Regions from separate parts of the Hordeum vulgare genome. Here region 2 is linked to region 1. The links are chromatin contacts, called in public Hi-C maps. All regions are on one chromosome and are shown on one strand. Each heading gives the region's core, a stretch centred on a gene start, on an enhancer-like site or on the middle of the called end of the contact. The rest is flanking DNA. Distances are from core to core; before and after follow the strand shown. Region 1 overlaps LOC123398780 (patatin-like protein 2). Region 2 holds the start of LOC123398803 (polyadenylate-binding protein RBP47-like).

The links. Hi-C and Micro-C count contacts between places; a contact is called where the count stands out from the background.
Region 2: a Hi-C map of leaf shows a contact between it and region 1, with 4 times the contacts expected there. The contact joins the promoter of LOC123398803 here to the enhancer-like site in region 1. A contact is called at or near these places in 2 of 6 Hi-C or Micro-C datasets (leaf and seedling).

What each region holds. Positions count from the first base shown.
Region 1 is chr5H:462,857,964-462,865,688 of MorexV3_pseudomolecules_assembly, forward strand. It overlaps LOC123398780 (patatin-like protein 2), which reads left to right. Exons shown (of 7, transcript XM_045093238.1): 1 at 1-229; 2 at 826-1,007; 3 at 1,091-1,277; 4 at 1,571-1,738; 5 at 1,859-2,161; 6 at 2,310-2,491; 7 at 2,580-2,848. The coding sequence starts at 92. The coding sequence ends at 2,637. Among protein-coding and RNA genes, the nearest start is that of LOC123398780, 4.1 kb to the left of the region's middle. Within about 2 kb of position 3,533, at least 1 of the 3 cell types and tissues checked has open chromatin away from gene starts, as enhancers often do. A contact at or near this core is called in leaf, where this site is marked.
Region 2 is chr5H:463,274,498-463,281,310 of MorexV3_pseudomolecules_assembly, forward strand. It overlaps LOC123398803 (polyadenylate-binding protein RBP47-like), which reads left to right and starts at 2,143. Exons shown (of 6, transcript XM_045093257.1): 1 at 2,143-2,688; 2 at 4,043-4,496; 3 at 5,217-5,275; 4 at 5,360-5,490; 5 at 5,624-5,720; 6 at 5,857-6,319. The coding sequence starts at 2,293. The coding sequence ends at 6,021.

The DNA of each region.
Region 1 (7,725 bases), core at 2,283-4,782:
ATATGTGTTCTCTACATTAACTTGAGGGCTCATATCGCCATCCTCGGAGAACTACAAATCTTTGCAACCTATCCTTGAAGAGAACACAAATATGGAGACTGGAAAACATATCTTGTGCAGACACCCACCAACTTATGGCAACCTCATCACAATTCTTTCTATCGATGGTGGAGGGATTCGAGGACTCATTCCAGCTGTTGCTCTTGCCTTTCTAGAATCAGAGTTGCAGGTAAACCTGTAGTTATGTACATAATTGATTTTTGTATCTTGTGATGTTGGCATATTGCCATGGCAACAGTCACCTGGTGAGAAATATAATAGATTACAAGTCCATGTTCCATATATCGCGTTAGATGAAATAAGCTTGCAATTTGGTTGTTTGGTTTGTTTAAATTCAAACTGTCAGGATTTAACTCAATTCACTAACCATATCTTGTTAACTTAACTGTAAAGTAAAGGTACTTCCATAACCCAAGTAAATCTTAAACTTTGTATTAGCGTCACAATGAGGGTGCTGTCTTGTTGTTGTCTGCTCCCTCTTCTTTTATTGTTATTTATGCACATGTAGATGTTGAGCAGAAAATTCAAATTCTTGGCAAATTGGATTTATTTTTTGTATTACATAAGTTCAATATTCTGCTAGTGTTAGTTCTGTATTTCTGGTTCTTTTATCTCTTCCGGGCTCGTGGGCTGAATATACTTGACGTGTAACAATGATTTTGTTTCCATCTGCACCAGCAGATGCTCCTTTCTTTAGAAACACATTGATTTTTAATTGATGCTCTTGATTGCATCCCACTGAAACTGTTATGTTAACTTCTAAAGAAACTTGATGGAGCGGAAGCCCGGTTAGCAGACTACTTTGATGTCATTGCTGGGACCAGCACAGGGGGACTTGTGACTGCGATGCTCACTGCACCAAATAAGAAGAGAAGACCACTTTTTGCTGCGAAGGATATTCAAGCATTTTATATGGACCATGCTCCCAGAATTTTCCCGCAGCTCAGGTGAACACATATGTTATGTTTTTCACTTCTTGTTGATTGAATTGGGAACTTGTCCAGTAACACATATTTTCTGTTTTTTCTAGGGGTGCATTTGGTAGGATAATGAGGATACTTCGCTCATTGTCAGGACCTTGTTATGATGGCAAGTACCTTCATGAAGTTGTGAGAAAGAAGTTAGGAAGCGCCAGGCTGCATCAGACGTTAACAAATGTGGTAATACCGACTTTCGACATCAAGCGGCTACAACCAACCATTTTTTCGTCATATGAGGTTTCCCTCTTCCCCTCTCGCTCAAATCTTTTGGGAGACCTAATTTGTGTACCTGTAAAATATGGTTGATGTTTCTTTGTATTGGATGCCAGTTATAGTAAATCAGAGCCAATTCACTTTAATAATGGTATAAGAAACACATGCTAATGAAATGCATATTTCTTTGTTTTCGCTGTAAATTTACTTCAAAGGGAGAACATATGTATGAAGCAGAAGTGAGAAGTCGAGAACTTCCATTAATCCTTCATGATGGAAATTTGCACAAAAATGAACTTTCTATTATCATGTGACAGGTTAAGAAGAAGAAGAAGAGCACAATGGATGCTTTGTTATCAGATATTTGCATCAGCACGTCCGCTGCTCCAACTTATTTGCCTGCTCATTACTTCAAGACTGAAGATTCTCATGGAAACACCAAGGAGTTTAATCTTATTGATGGGGGAGTAGCTGCCAATAATCCGGTACTATAGCTGCCTGTAGTTTTGCATAACATACAGCTTGGGGCATGTGCTTGATTCAGAGACTGAAGGAAAGTCTAGAAATTTTGAAATAGACCTAATATCTGTCTTTGTTGTGTTTAGGCCTTAGTTGCCATTGGAGAAGTAAGCAAGCAGATATTCAAGCAAGATTCAGATTTCTTCCCGATAAAACCTATGGACTATGGCCGGTTTTTGGTCATTTCACTTGGCACAGGCTCATCAAAATTTGAAGAGAAGTACGATGCACAAAAGGCTAAATCATGGGGAGTGTTGGATTGGTTACTTAGCAGTGGATCCACACCATTAGTAGATATCTTCACACGGGCAAGTGCAGATATGGTGGATATTCACATTGCTTCTGTTTTCAAAGCCTTACATTCTGAGCAGAACTATCTGAGAATTCAAGTAAGTAAAATGCAGACAACTTATTTTGTACTCCCTTCTTTCCAAAATAAGTGTCATGGTTTCAGTTCAAATTTTGGAACAGAGGGAGTACAATGCAACCAATAAATCAGCCTCCTTTTACTCAGAGAATACCATTTCTACATGACAGGATGATACCCTACGGGGGACACTCTCCTCAGTTGATGTTGCCACCAAGGATAACTTGGAGAAACTTGTCAATGTTGGAGAGTTGCTGCTAAAGAAACCTGTCTCACGGGCAAATTTGGAGACTGGCCAGATGGTGCCTACTTGTAGTGAAACGGAGGAGACCAATGAGGAAGCTCTCAAGAGGTGAGCTTGGCACCACCTATCAGGAATCAGGTTATTATAATTGCAGTATGCATCTCTACTTATTAGCTAATTAACACCTTATTTTCAGATTTGCAAAGCTGTTGTCTGATGAAAAGCAAATTCGTCAAGCAAGATCACCGAAATGAAGTCCGATCTCTTTTACGTCAATGCTCTGCCAGAGAGAAATTTTCTCTGCATGGCATACCCCAGTTGCCAATTTGTTGAAGTTTCATTGTAACATAGTTAAATAAATGTGTAGTGTGGCATACTGATTGCTCTAGTTTGATAATGTTAGGCGCCGATGGCTTTAGATATGTAAATACACATATTTTTTAAATAAAGTTAATCATTTAATTATTGTTCTGTTGTGTTATCAATTGCACCGGTTTTATGCCAGCCGATGACTTCTGAAGGGTTCCAGGACGGCCATGTAGCAAGACATTTGGAATAAAGAGATAGCCGCCACTGCTGCATGGAAGTACCTGGTACGATATTGCTTCGCTTTGTACGTAGAAATAGTTAAACCTATCTCTGCTTTGGGTAATGAGTATTAAGCAAGTGAGATGCCTTTTCAAATGCTTTACCCTTTAGTACATCTTGAGATTCTGCTGTTGGGAATTGTCAGAGAGACATCTAATTCCTATTGGGTTTGTAGCATGGATAGACTAGACAAATAAATACCAAAGCGCTTCACTAACTCAAAGTAGTTCATTTTAATTGACACGCTTTCCACTTTTCCAGGGCAAGAGGTTCTTCTGTGATCGAGTACTTTTTAGCTTACTTTGAAAGTTCAAACTCACTACTTTCTAGCAATGCGCATTTTTTTTTGGTGTGAACTGTAGTGGCACTATATATTCTGTGATCCTGGTATTAACTCTGGCAAGTTGGATTTGTTAACGTTGCAGCACCCAAGGGGCAACATCGTGGGCTGCAGGATGGCTGGAACTGAATATTTTGATATGGATACTACGGTGGGTAGCCTTTGAAAGCTGGTCTAAGCATGTGCTCTGGAGCACTCAGTCCCTAGATTGGTGATCTGTAACCATCACCCATCAAATTCTGAGCACCAAAAAGATCTCATCAACGACCAACAATGTGCAGTGTGAAGTAGGTATAACTGTCAACTTTAAGAAACACAGATTTTCCATCAACACATAAATATAGCTAGTATGGTTTTAAAGGTGAGGCGATTGGGGATTTCGGAATCCAAGTGGATGGTAGCAAAATATGTTCAATTAAGTAGAAATCTTGGAGCCTCTGCCAGCCAGCCATGGGGGTTCCTTGGTTGGTGGTGCCACAATGCTACATTTGATCGACCATAGGTTTTTTGGGGAAAAAGGCAAATCTGGCAAGCATTTCTTCAAACCCCTAGGCTTTTCATGTTAGTGGCCTGCGCCGCTTGAGTGCTCCAAACCGTTGGTCCGAGCAAACTTTGGAGCAGCCGTCGCCCCGTACGCCGTACATGAAATATATTTCTTCTCAAGTCATAGGCTATATATATGAAGTTGTTAATGATCAAAAAGGTGACCCCTCCTTTGGTCCGGGGAGCCAGCTATTGTGCTTGGCCGGTCGAAAGCTGCGTCTGCGCGATCGATGTGTGTGTCCAAGCAACGAAGATTCCCCAGATTATGCCATGCAAACGATGCTGCCCTTTTCCGAGATCCTTGCAGTAAGTGTTCCTCATCAACTCTTAAGTGGGTTACTTTTCCTTTCTGATGATGTTAGTTTTTCTCTCCATGAGAATCCAAAAACAATTTGAGTTTAGCAGACCGCATGCCCTGCATCTGTCCATGCATGTCTCTTATTTTTTCTGAAGCACTAACCTCCCATAGTCAAATGTGCACGTTTAGAAGATGAACATTTAGTTCCTTGACTGTGGCACATGCATGTGAAAAAATTGGACTCTGGCGAAAATGACATGCATGTTTGTTGGTTCACCATGGCAATGGTGTACTTCATGGTTGTTTCTTCATGCGGCCTTTTGAGTCTTGAGGAGCCTTTAGATCGCACGGAGCTGGGCTGTCTACCTTTCTATGTTTATATACCTCTCGGATCTGTAAGATAGGTGTTGTCTGTGACTTAAAATATTGCACGCCATGAGAGAACAGAGCGCCGCTCTGTTGTTGGTAAGCTGTGCGGGTGCGCACGCTGCCCACCCAGCCAAGTTCGAGAGTCTAGGATCCAGCGGGTGCTCAGGTTGCATTCTTCCACTATAAAAATATGCCGCCAAGCTAGTGTCCCGGCTGGTCTCGTTTTAAATTTTTTATTGCATGCCGTAGCACTCCCTCTCCCTATAAATTGTCACTGGGCGCAAACCTCTCAAACCAAGCTAAAAACCCCAAGCAAGAAGAGTAGCTGCAGCATACCGAGTCTTAAGACCACCTTAGTTACTTGTTGGTTCTTCACTTACATGGCAGGTTCCAAGCATGTCTCCTCGTGCACCTGCTGCATTCTGATCATCTTGGTCGTGTCGAGCCACCTGGCGACGTGCCCGTGCGAGGCGAGGAGGCTGATGGCGGCGTCGGCCAAGATCGACGGCGATGAGGCATGCATGTCAGCGGGGTGCCATGCCGTGCAGGGTACTGCCAGCGGTTACGCGGGGGCGACCTGGGTGGCGACCACCGACAGCCGTGGAACGGCGCCTGGGCACAGCCCTGGGATCGGCAACAAGCTGCACGCCGCAGGGAACGATCGCCGTTGAGCGAAACGAAGGCGCAACATGCTGGATGGGTACAGAGTTCTTGTTTATAGTATGAATGAAGTGTTCTCTTGATTTGTATTCCTCGTTCAAATTGTATTCCATTTCATGTGTGATGTGTATATGGTTTTAGAACGTGAAGAAAAAAACGTGTGACGTGTATTTCCTGTTCACTGGAATAAAGCTTGTGCATTGCCTTCTCTTCTTCGGAATGCTACTATGCTATTTTCTCGACAACGTAAGGGTGTGTTTGATAACATTTCCATCCTAACCTGGTTCCCCATGAGACGCTGCCATGAGACATGCTGAGTTTAGACGTGCTAAATGCATGCATTTGATGTTGTTTGGTACTAATGTATGTGTTCAAACATGTTAAGTAGAGACTTTGTTTAGTAGGGAGCGTGCGAAAAAATCGCCAAAGTAGGCTGCCATCAAGGAGAAAGGGAGGTGGAAGCGTGCGTAAAATCGCCAAAGTAGGCTGCCATCAAGGAGAAAGGGAGGTGGAAGCGTGCGTCTGGGTATCCCTCGTGGCTGGTAGGGAGCAGGTTAATCGCCGGAGGAATCGCGGAAGTAGGCTGCCATCAAGGAGAAGGGGAGGTGGCGGTGGGCGGTTGGATGTCTCTCGTGGCCGGTAGGGAGCTTGGAAGTGAAGGGGAAATAGGGAGGAGAGGTAACCCTGATGGGCCTCCATCGAGCTACAGTACAAGACACATGCATGCTATCAAACAACAAAAATGGATTGAAAAGGTAACATACATCCTTGTGAAGGCTACCAAACATGCCCTGAATATTTCATAGGAATTTATTTATGATTCTATGGTGGCAAAGAAACGAATAATTGATTTATGGTTGTGTTTCCTGTGCGGGAGAGCCTCCATTCCTTCCTCCTGTGTTTTCTTCTCCGCCTCAACGGAACCCTTGATAGTCGGTCACGGTTGACTTCATCTTCAGTGCCTGTGATCGCCCTCTGATTTATGATTGTCATAGTACTCGGGTTTGGCCTGGATGTTGGTTGTTGTTCACACTCTCACATTGGATGTTTCCCGATGTTCATGCCTTGTGCTATTCATTTGCTCCAGTCTAGGTTGGCATGTTGTTTTGGGTCGCGCATCTTAGATGATGCAATGGTGGATTGCTTGGGTAGCGTCATTTTCCGGTGACGTAACGATCACGCCATCTTCGGCTCTGCAATCCTCATGCAACTCTTCTACATGGTTTTATATTCTAAAAGAACTCAAGAAATAATTGTCAAATACTCTTTCCGTTCAAAATATAAGTTTTTTTTAAAGATTTCATTACGAACTACATATAGATGTATATATACATATTTTAGGATGTAGATTCACCTATTTCACTTCGTATATAGTTCATAGTAAAATCTTTAAAAAGACTTATACCCCCTCCGTTCCGTAATGTAGTGCATATAGATATTTGCAAAGTCAAACCTTACAAACTTTGACCAAGTTTAAATAAAAAACTGTTTATATATACAATACCATATATATACAATATGTCTTGTGATGTATCTAACGTTATATATTTGATATTGTAGATGTACGTTTTCCCCCTCTACAATCATGATCAAAGTTAACAAAGTTTGACTTCTCAAATTATCCATACGCCCTATACATTATGAAACGGAGGCGTATTTAGGAAGGGAGGAAGCAGTACATAAGAAAAAAAAAAACTGAGAATCGACATCAAGAAGGCATAAAGCTGCCCCGTCCGTGAGATCGAGTAACATAGAGTATATATAGAGATATAGATACTACTAGTACTAGTATTGTTCCTTGCATGCACATGCATGGCTGTGAACAAAAGAAGCCATGCCATATATATTCTCCAAGGCACATGGTACGTGCTTCCCCCTTTACGTCCGATCATGCATGCATATGGTACCTTGCAGCGCAATTAAACTAGGCCAACCTTCCGAAAGAAGCTAATCGAGCCGGGTTCTAGCGCCGCAAGGAGAGGAATCTCTCAACGCTTTGCTGCGCGGGATCCTCCCGGCTCGGGAGATGTTTCTCCATGGCTCGCTAATGGCAACGAGGATCCGGAGCCGGGCGTTCGACAGCGACCGGAGGGGCGCCGTGGATCCACCGTGCACGTACGGTATATTCCCACTGCCGTCGCCGCCGCCTTTGACCTCCCTGCCACCACAGGCTTCGCCGGCCGAATCACTGGCCGGGGTCGATCGCTGTCCTGCGTCCGTTCGTGGTCAGACCATGCTAAAAAAATGGCGAGCTTTTCTTTTTTGTAGGGAGTTCCTCACTCTCAGCCGCCGGTGTCGTACTCTCATGTTACCTCAGAAAAAGGTACGCGCCAGGCCGGCGGCTGGCACTAGTGGGTGTATAGAACGACGTAACATGCCGGGCACCTATCGGGGAGAGGCTCGCGGCCTTCCACAGGGTTTTGCTAGTCTACCTTATATTCCCTTCGTTCGTTTCCATAATATAGTGCGTCTGTGTTTTTTAAGATTTACTCTTGATTGTAAATCTTTACCTAATAATAAAGAGGCTATCGCTTCCGTCGAAAA
Region 2 (6,813 bases), core at 893-3,392, 420 kb after region 1:
TATCCAATAGAGGGACTTGGATGCCCATATTGGATCCTACATATTATCCGAATAACTTATCGGTTGAACCTCAGTGTCAAGGATTCATATAATCCCGTAAGTCATTCCTTTTGTCCTTCGGTATGTTACTTTCCGAGATTCGATTGTCGGTATCCGCATACCTATTTCAATCTCGTTACCGGCAAGTCTCTTTACTCGTTTCCGTAATACAAGATCCCGTGACTTACACTTAGTCACATTGCTTGCAAGGCTTGTGTGTGATGTTGTATTACCGAGTGGGCCCCGAGATACCTCTCCATCATACGGAGTGACAAGTCCCAGTCTTGATCCATAGTAACTCAACGGACACCTTCGGAGATACCTGTAGAGCATCTTTATAGTCACCCAGTTACGTTATGACGTTTGATACACACAAGGCATTTCTCCGATGCGAGTGAGTTATATGATCTCATGGTCATAGGAACAAATACTTGACACGCAGAAAACTATAGCAATAAAACGACACGATCAATATGCTACGTTCATAGTTTGGGTCTAGTCCATCACATGATTCTCCTAATGATGTGATCCAGTTATCAAGCAACAACACTTTGCACATAGCCAGAAAACCTTGACTATCCTTGATCAACTGGCTAGCCAACTAGGGACATTGCTGTGTCTATGTATCCACACATGTATCTATGTTTTCATTCAATACAATTATAGCATGGATAATAAACGATTATCTTTAAACAGGAAATATAATAATAACTATTTATCATTGCCTCTAGGGCATATTTCCAACATGGCCTTCATCCCCTCGAAAATCCTATTGTTCCTCTCCTTCCAGAAATGCGAAACTGCGTACACATCCATTGTGACTTTCACTTTCTCTTCTTTGTTCTTGATATTCCTAGAGAAATTTCTCCACGAACCAGCAAGAGAAGGAGAGTATAATACAACATTGGAGCTTGAGGGGTGCGAGGAGTTGAAGGAGAACCAAACTTCCTTGGCGAAAGGGCACTTTAGCAGTAGGTGATTAACTGATTCCTCCTCTTGGTCGCAGAGGTAGCAGAGACCATCATGAGGCCAGCCGCGCACGGCCAGGCGATCGGATGTCCACACTCTGTTTTGCAGAATCAACCAAAGGTAAAATTTAATCTTGCCGTCCGCTTTGACATCCCAAACCTTCTGCAGCCGAGGGTTCATGATCCGACCGTAGAATTGAGCATCATACACAAATCGGGCAGAGTATACAGAGTTTGCAGTAAGGGTCCAAGATATCTTGTCCTCAAACTAGGCAAGCATAGTCGATTGGGGTTTAGCCCAGATGGTGATTAGTTGATCGAGTTGCAATTCTGTTGATAATCAACTCTTCCATAGAACGTGTTAGTCCTAAAACGTGATCTATGAAGACATGAAAGGCATGTTCGGCAACAGGTTACTCCCACGACTCCGCTTCGCTCAACCTGAAAATAAGGAGCGGTATAACAGCTCCTCCTGAAAAATGAACTGGGCACCGCTCTGCTCCACCGCGAAGTTGGGAGCCTTCCACAACATGCATATTGCCAAGTTTAGGTACTGCAGTCAAGTGCGTGCGTGCTCAAGTTAGTTGTGAGAGCGCAGAAAATGTAGGTTAAACTGAGCACCAGAGTAGTTGTAGAGACTATCTATTTTAGTAACCCCGCAGCAAGCGCAGAGTTGGACCAGCCTAGCTACCTAATTACCAGCATGGCACAACCAACGTAACCGACCATGCAGAGGCACGGCACAGCTCGGCCGTGAAACCTCCCGAGTCAAACCTATATTTAGGAATAGGTTCCATGCACTGTTGACCAGCCAGGATACATGGATCTGCTTCACCACAACAACAGAGCAGGATTACCAAAAAAAAAATCATTACTTACATACTTACCATATGATTGTGACTAGGGGTAATTAATTAACTGATGTTGCATCCGCATCCGCGCCCGGACTTAACCCGAAAGTGAGAAACGACTCTACGTGTAACCCGCGGGGGCTGGCTGGGTCGGGCCGACACGGACGTGGATCCGGTCAAGGCCGGGGAGCGGACGGCCAGGGGCGCCTCCACGCGCGCCATCCGACGGCCCGCGCGCCCCCATATCCTCCGCCGCCGCGTGCTTTATTTAGCCACCTCCCTCTCCCCCCTGCCGCGAGCTCCTGCTACTGCTCCTCCTTCCTCCCTCCCTCCTCCACCCTCCCTCTCCTCGCCTCGCCTCCAGATTATCATCTCCGTCGGAGGCGACCGGGCACGCGCGAGCGAGCGCGGAGAGGTTTGGTTTCGGGGTGACCATGCAGGCGGCGACGGTGGCAGCGGCGGCGAACGGCGGGGGCGAGGTGCAGAAGCAGCAGCAGCAGGTGGGGGCGGCGCCGCTCCCGGCGGTGGCGGCGCTGGCGCCGCAGCCCCATTGGGTGGCCATGCCGTTCGCGCCGCCGGGCGCCGCGGCCATGGTGGTGCCGCACCAGATGGCGCCGGCGCCGCCCCACCAGTTCGCGCCGCACTTCGTGCCGTTCCACGCCGTCGCGCCGCCGCCCCCGCCGCTGCAGCCGCGCGTCGGCGTCGCCATGGGCTCCCCCGCCCCCGCCGCGCAGCCCGGCCAGGAGGAGAACAAGACCATCTGGGTCGGCGACCTCCATTACTGGATGGACGAGAACTACCTCCACACCTGCTTCGGCTACACCGGCGAGGTGAGCAGAGCACGCCCCGCCTCCCTCCCCTTCCCTTCCGCCCCCTCCCCACGACCCCAGATCTCACGCCGCCCCCGAGCCAGAGCTGCCAAAAAGAGACACACACCGTCTCCCTTTCGCATACCCCACTGACTAGGAACCCTTTCCATGGATGTGACAAGCCCGTCAGATATACTCACCACTAAATGCGCGGTTAAATTCCACGAAAAATGGCATCTTGACGCGGCAGGCGGCGACAGGTTCCCCGAAGCGCGATTCGTCTCTCGAGTCACGCGAGGTCGGAGAGAGAGAGAGAATGGCGGATCTTAAGAAAGACCGGGCAGAGCCTATAGCTAGCTGCAGGCAGAGGCAGGCCTGCGGTGCGCAGCGCAGGATGCAGGAGTACAAATGATTGGGTCACTGTGCGTGCGGAAAGAGGAAACGGGCGAGCAACCGCTGGGCAACCAGGGAGGGCGTGGATCTGCGGCCTGGAACTGGAAACTCGCAGTCCCCTAGATTGGCTGAGGCAAGCCAAGATGCCCACCCTTTCCTGTGCTGGTCATGGGTTGGGATACGCTGCTAGCTCTTGGTCTGATGTGCCAGCTTGCCTACCTCGTAACGGCAGGATTCCTGGCGCACCATAGCCGTACATCTGTTTCGTCCCTCATTGGTCCGTTTCTAGCCTGGCAGTGCTGGGGATTGGGGTGCTTCTTCTGTCTAGAAACTAGCCGATCTACTACTACTGCTTGGCAGAAGAGGAGAACATTTACATTAATTTTCTCGAACTACGTTCAAAACCAGTTAGGGCTTTACACTTCAGGAGAAGTGAGCTTTGATTATGCAACTATTCTGATTTTAAAAAAAGAGGGTTTTTGCTTGAATGGAAGTAGCACCTTCTGCTATTCCCTTTTTTGTGTACGCCAACATAGTAAAAATGTCATCAAGCTGAGCTTACAAATGATCCTTTATATGTTCCAGCTTCATGTATCGTCTATCTTCGCTGCACTTCCATTTCCACTAACATGGTCACCTACAGGACAATGGAGAAAGACTTGGTGAAACATGGGGTTTACATATGGACAAAAAAGCTTATCGTTTTTACCACCCTTAAACAATACAATACTTTTTACTGGGCTGTTTCACCAGCCATTGTCTTGACAACTGGAATTTCGAACTGTCCAGTTTTTAGCACTTCCGTTTCCACTAACATTGTCACCTCCAGGACAACTGGAATTTTGAATTTTGAACTGTTTCACCAGCCAGTTGCAGAATATATATGTGTGGTGACTGCATTGCAACGTGTCTTCTTACGCAATTTACAATTCTTATTATCCAAGCTCAAACTCGTACTAATATGTATATGAATATGATGTAGGTTGTCGCGATCAAGGTTATTCGTAATAAGCAAACCGGACAGTCAGAAGGATATGGATTTGTAGAGTTCTACAGTCATGCTGCAGCTGAAAAAGTACTTGATGGTTTTGCTGGGCATATAATGCCAAATACTGACCAGCCTTTTAGGATAAACTGGGCATCATTTAGCATGGGTGATAGGCGTTCAGACATTGCTTCAGATCATTCCATATTTGTAGGCGATCTTGCCTCTGATGTCAATGATACTGCATTGCTAGAGACTTTCTCCAGCAGGTACTCCTCTGTCAAAGGTGCAAAAGTTGTTATTGATGCTAACACTGGTAGATCAAAGGGCTATGGCTTTGTGCGTTTTGGAGATGATAGTGAGAAGACAAACGCCATGACCGAGATGAACGGAGTGTATTGCTCAACTAGGCCCATGAGGATTGGCCCTGCAACTCCCAGAAAATCTTCAGGTTAGTTAAAAAGTTTCTCAGTCCCTATATGCTCTGAATTCATTGTTGGCCCAACTCAATGGAGGTTCCTTGATTTGGTTATGTTCTTTCACTATTAATTATAGTCTGAAACTATATCCACCTGACCCTCTGCCTATATGCAAATATATGAGTCTGGTTGTTGTATTACTTATGGGGAAATTCAAATTATTTTAAAACGTGGTTAAAGTTGGAAGTTCCCTCCCTTAACTGTTCCATATTTAGGTGGCAATGAGACCAGTGATTATGATTTTAACCATTTGTAGAAGTTCCAGTTTCCAAGTGGGACTACTTTTAGTTAATTCCCTGCTCTTTAGCATCTCTTTGCCACTTTAACTTGAAATTTTCACTTGTACTCTGTCACACATCTGGACTTGTTTACATTCTGAATTTGTTTGGGAGGGAGATTCGTTCAATATATAGTTCACACTTGACACTGTCCATGTACAAAACTGTTTCTGCTCTGCATTCATGCTTTGCTGTTATTATGCACTATACCTTTTTAGAAATGGGTTTGTATTGGTGATAATGACATATGTTCATATTCCAGAGAATATTATTGATTGGTCAAATAAAATCTGAGAACTTGTGAATTGCTTATTAACATTGTTCTTTTGGATAAAAAATTCTACAGGAATCATTTAATGTTGTTTGCATATCTGTGACTGTTTATCTCTGTTTCCTGAAAAAATGTTGGTTTAGGTACTTCTGGGTCTACTGGTTCATCCGCTCGATCAGACGGAGATTTGACAAACACAACTGTGAGTACAGATGGATTGGCTGTAACTTATGCAATATACATTGTTATAGCTTTTCTTTTATCATCGTTATTTTATTGTCCATAGGTATTTGTCGGTGGGCTTGACCCAAATGTTAGTGAAGATGATCTGAAGCAAACCTTCTCCCAGTATGGTGAGATTTCCTCTGTGAAGATTCCAGTTGGGAAACAGTGCGGGTTCGTGCAGTTTCTTCAGAGGTATGGATTATTGGCCATGCACTTCTATACTTTTCAGTTTGTCCTCACATACAATTTTCGTTTCGTTAAATTGCATCTGTCACCATGATGGAGTTTGATCGATTAATGCTGTCAACGTTTTCCCCTTTCACAGAAAGAATGCAGAAGATGCATTGCAAGGGCTAAACGGGAGCACCATCGGGAAACAGACCGTGCGCCTTTCATGGGGTCGCAATCCAGCAAACAAGCAGGTACTATCATGGGCTCTTCTTGTCATACCACCACCCACCCCCACCCCCACCCCCACCCCCACCCCAACCCCAACAGTAAAGATTGTGCAGCCAACATAACTCAGGAACCTGACTTTACTGCACCTCTTCTTTGCAGTTGAGGAGTGACAATGGCAACCAGTGGAACAACGGGATGTACTACGCGCCCTCGCCGTTCTACAACGGGTACGGCTACCCCGCGGCACCGTTCCCTGACCCGGGCATGTATGCCGCCGCCTATGGTGCGTACCCGCTCTACGGGAACCAGCAACAGGTCAGCTGAAGATAGGAGGTTCACTTCACACGCCCATCGCTCGACAACAATCCGAGGCGCGCACGCATGCAGTAGCTGTAGCTCTTGCTAGGGAAAGAAGGTAGACGACGACGGTTTCTTAGGTGAGCTAGATGTAGTGACTGGTCATGTAAAGTACATTACTATTATTACGAAGAAACTAGCACCACTGAGGCACCTACAATGACTCGATCGCCATGGTCGTCTAGCTGGATTGTTCTAGGGAAAAAAAGAAGTTTTGGCCTAGAGCTGCAATATTAATTAAGGTAGAACAATAATCTATTCAATACCTCTCTGCGCGCTTTCTGATCCATTTGGCTTTTGGTGTTTGATTTTCGAACTGATGTTGAGCTGATCAAGTAGGGATAGCTGCTAGGCCCGAGCATTACTAATTGCAGCCGCAGCTGAAATTGAGCTGAGTTTAAGCGAGCTTCACTTTACTCAACTCAAGCTTATGTGAAAACTGAGTGATCTCAATTTCAGTCGGGTTGGCTGTGACATGGATGCGGTGACAAGTGGCAACAATGTACTCATAGGGAAATTAAGGAGTGCATACGAGAGATTCGGTTACAATCAGCCAAAAAGGTACTAACTATGACGAGATTCCAACCAACAATCTGAAACTGGAAGAGAGGTGGCATGTTTAGCACAAAGATCAGCTGAATTATTAACTTCTCTTGTGACATGCTGAACTGAAAACAAAGCAAAACTCGAGGATCTTTCCTTGATTTCATCGAAGATAGGCATCACAATTGATTAGGGACTGTGATGCGAATTCCAGAG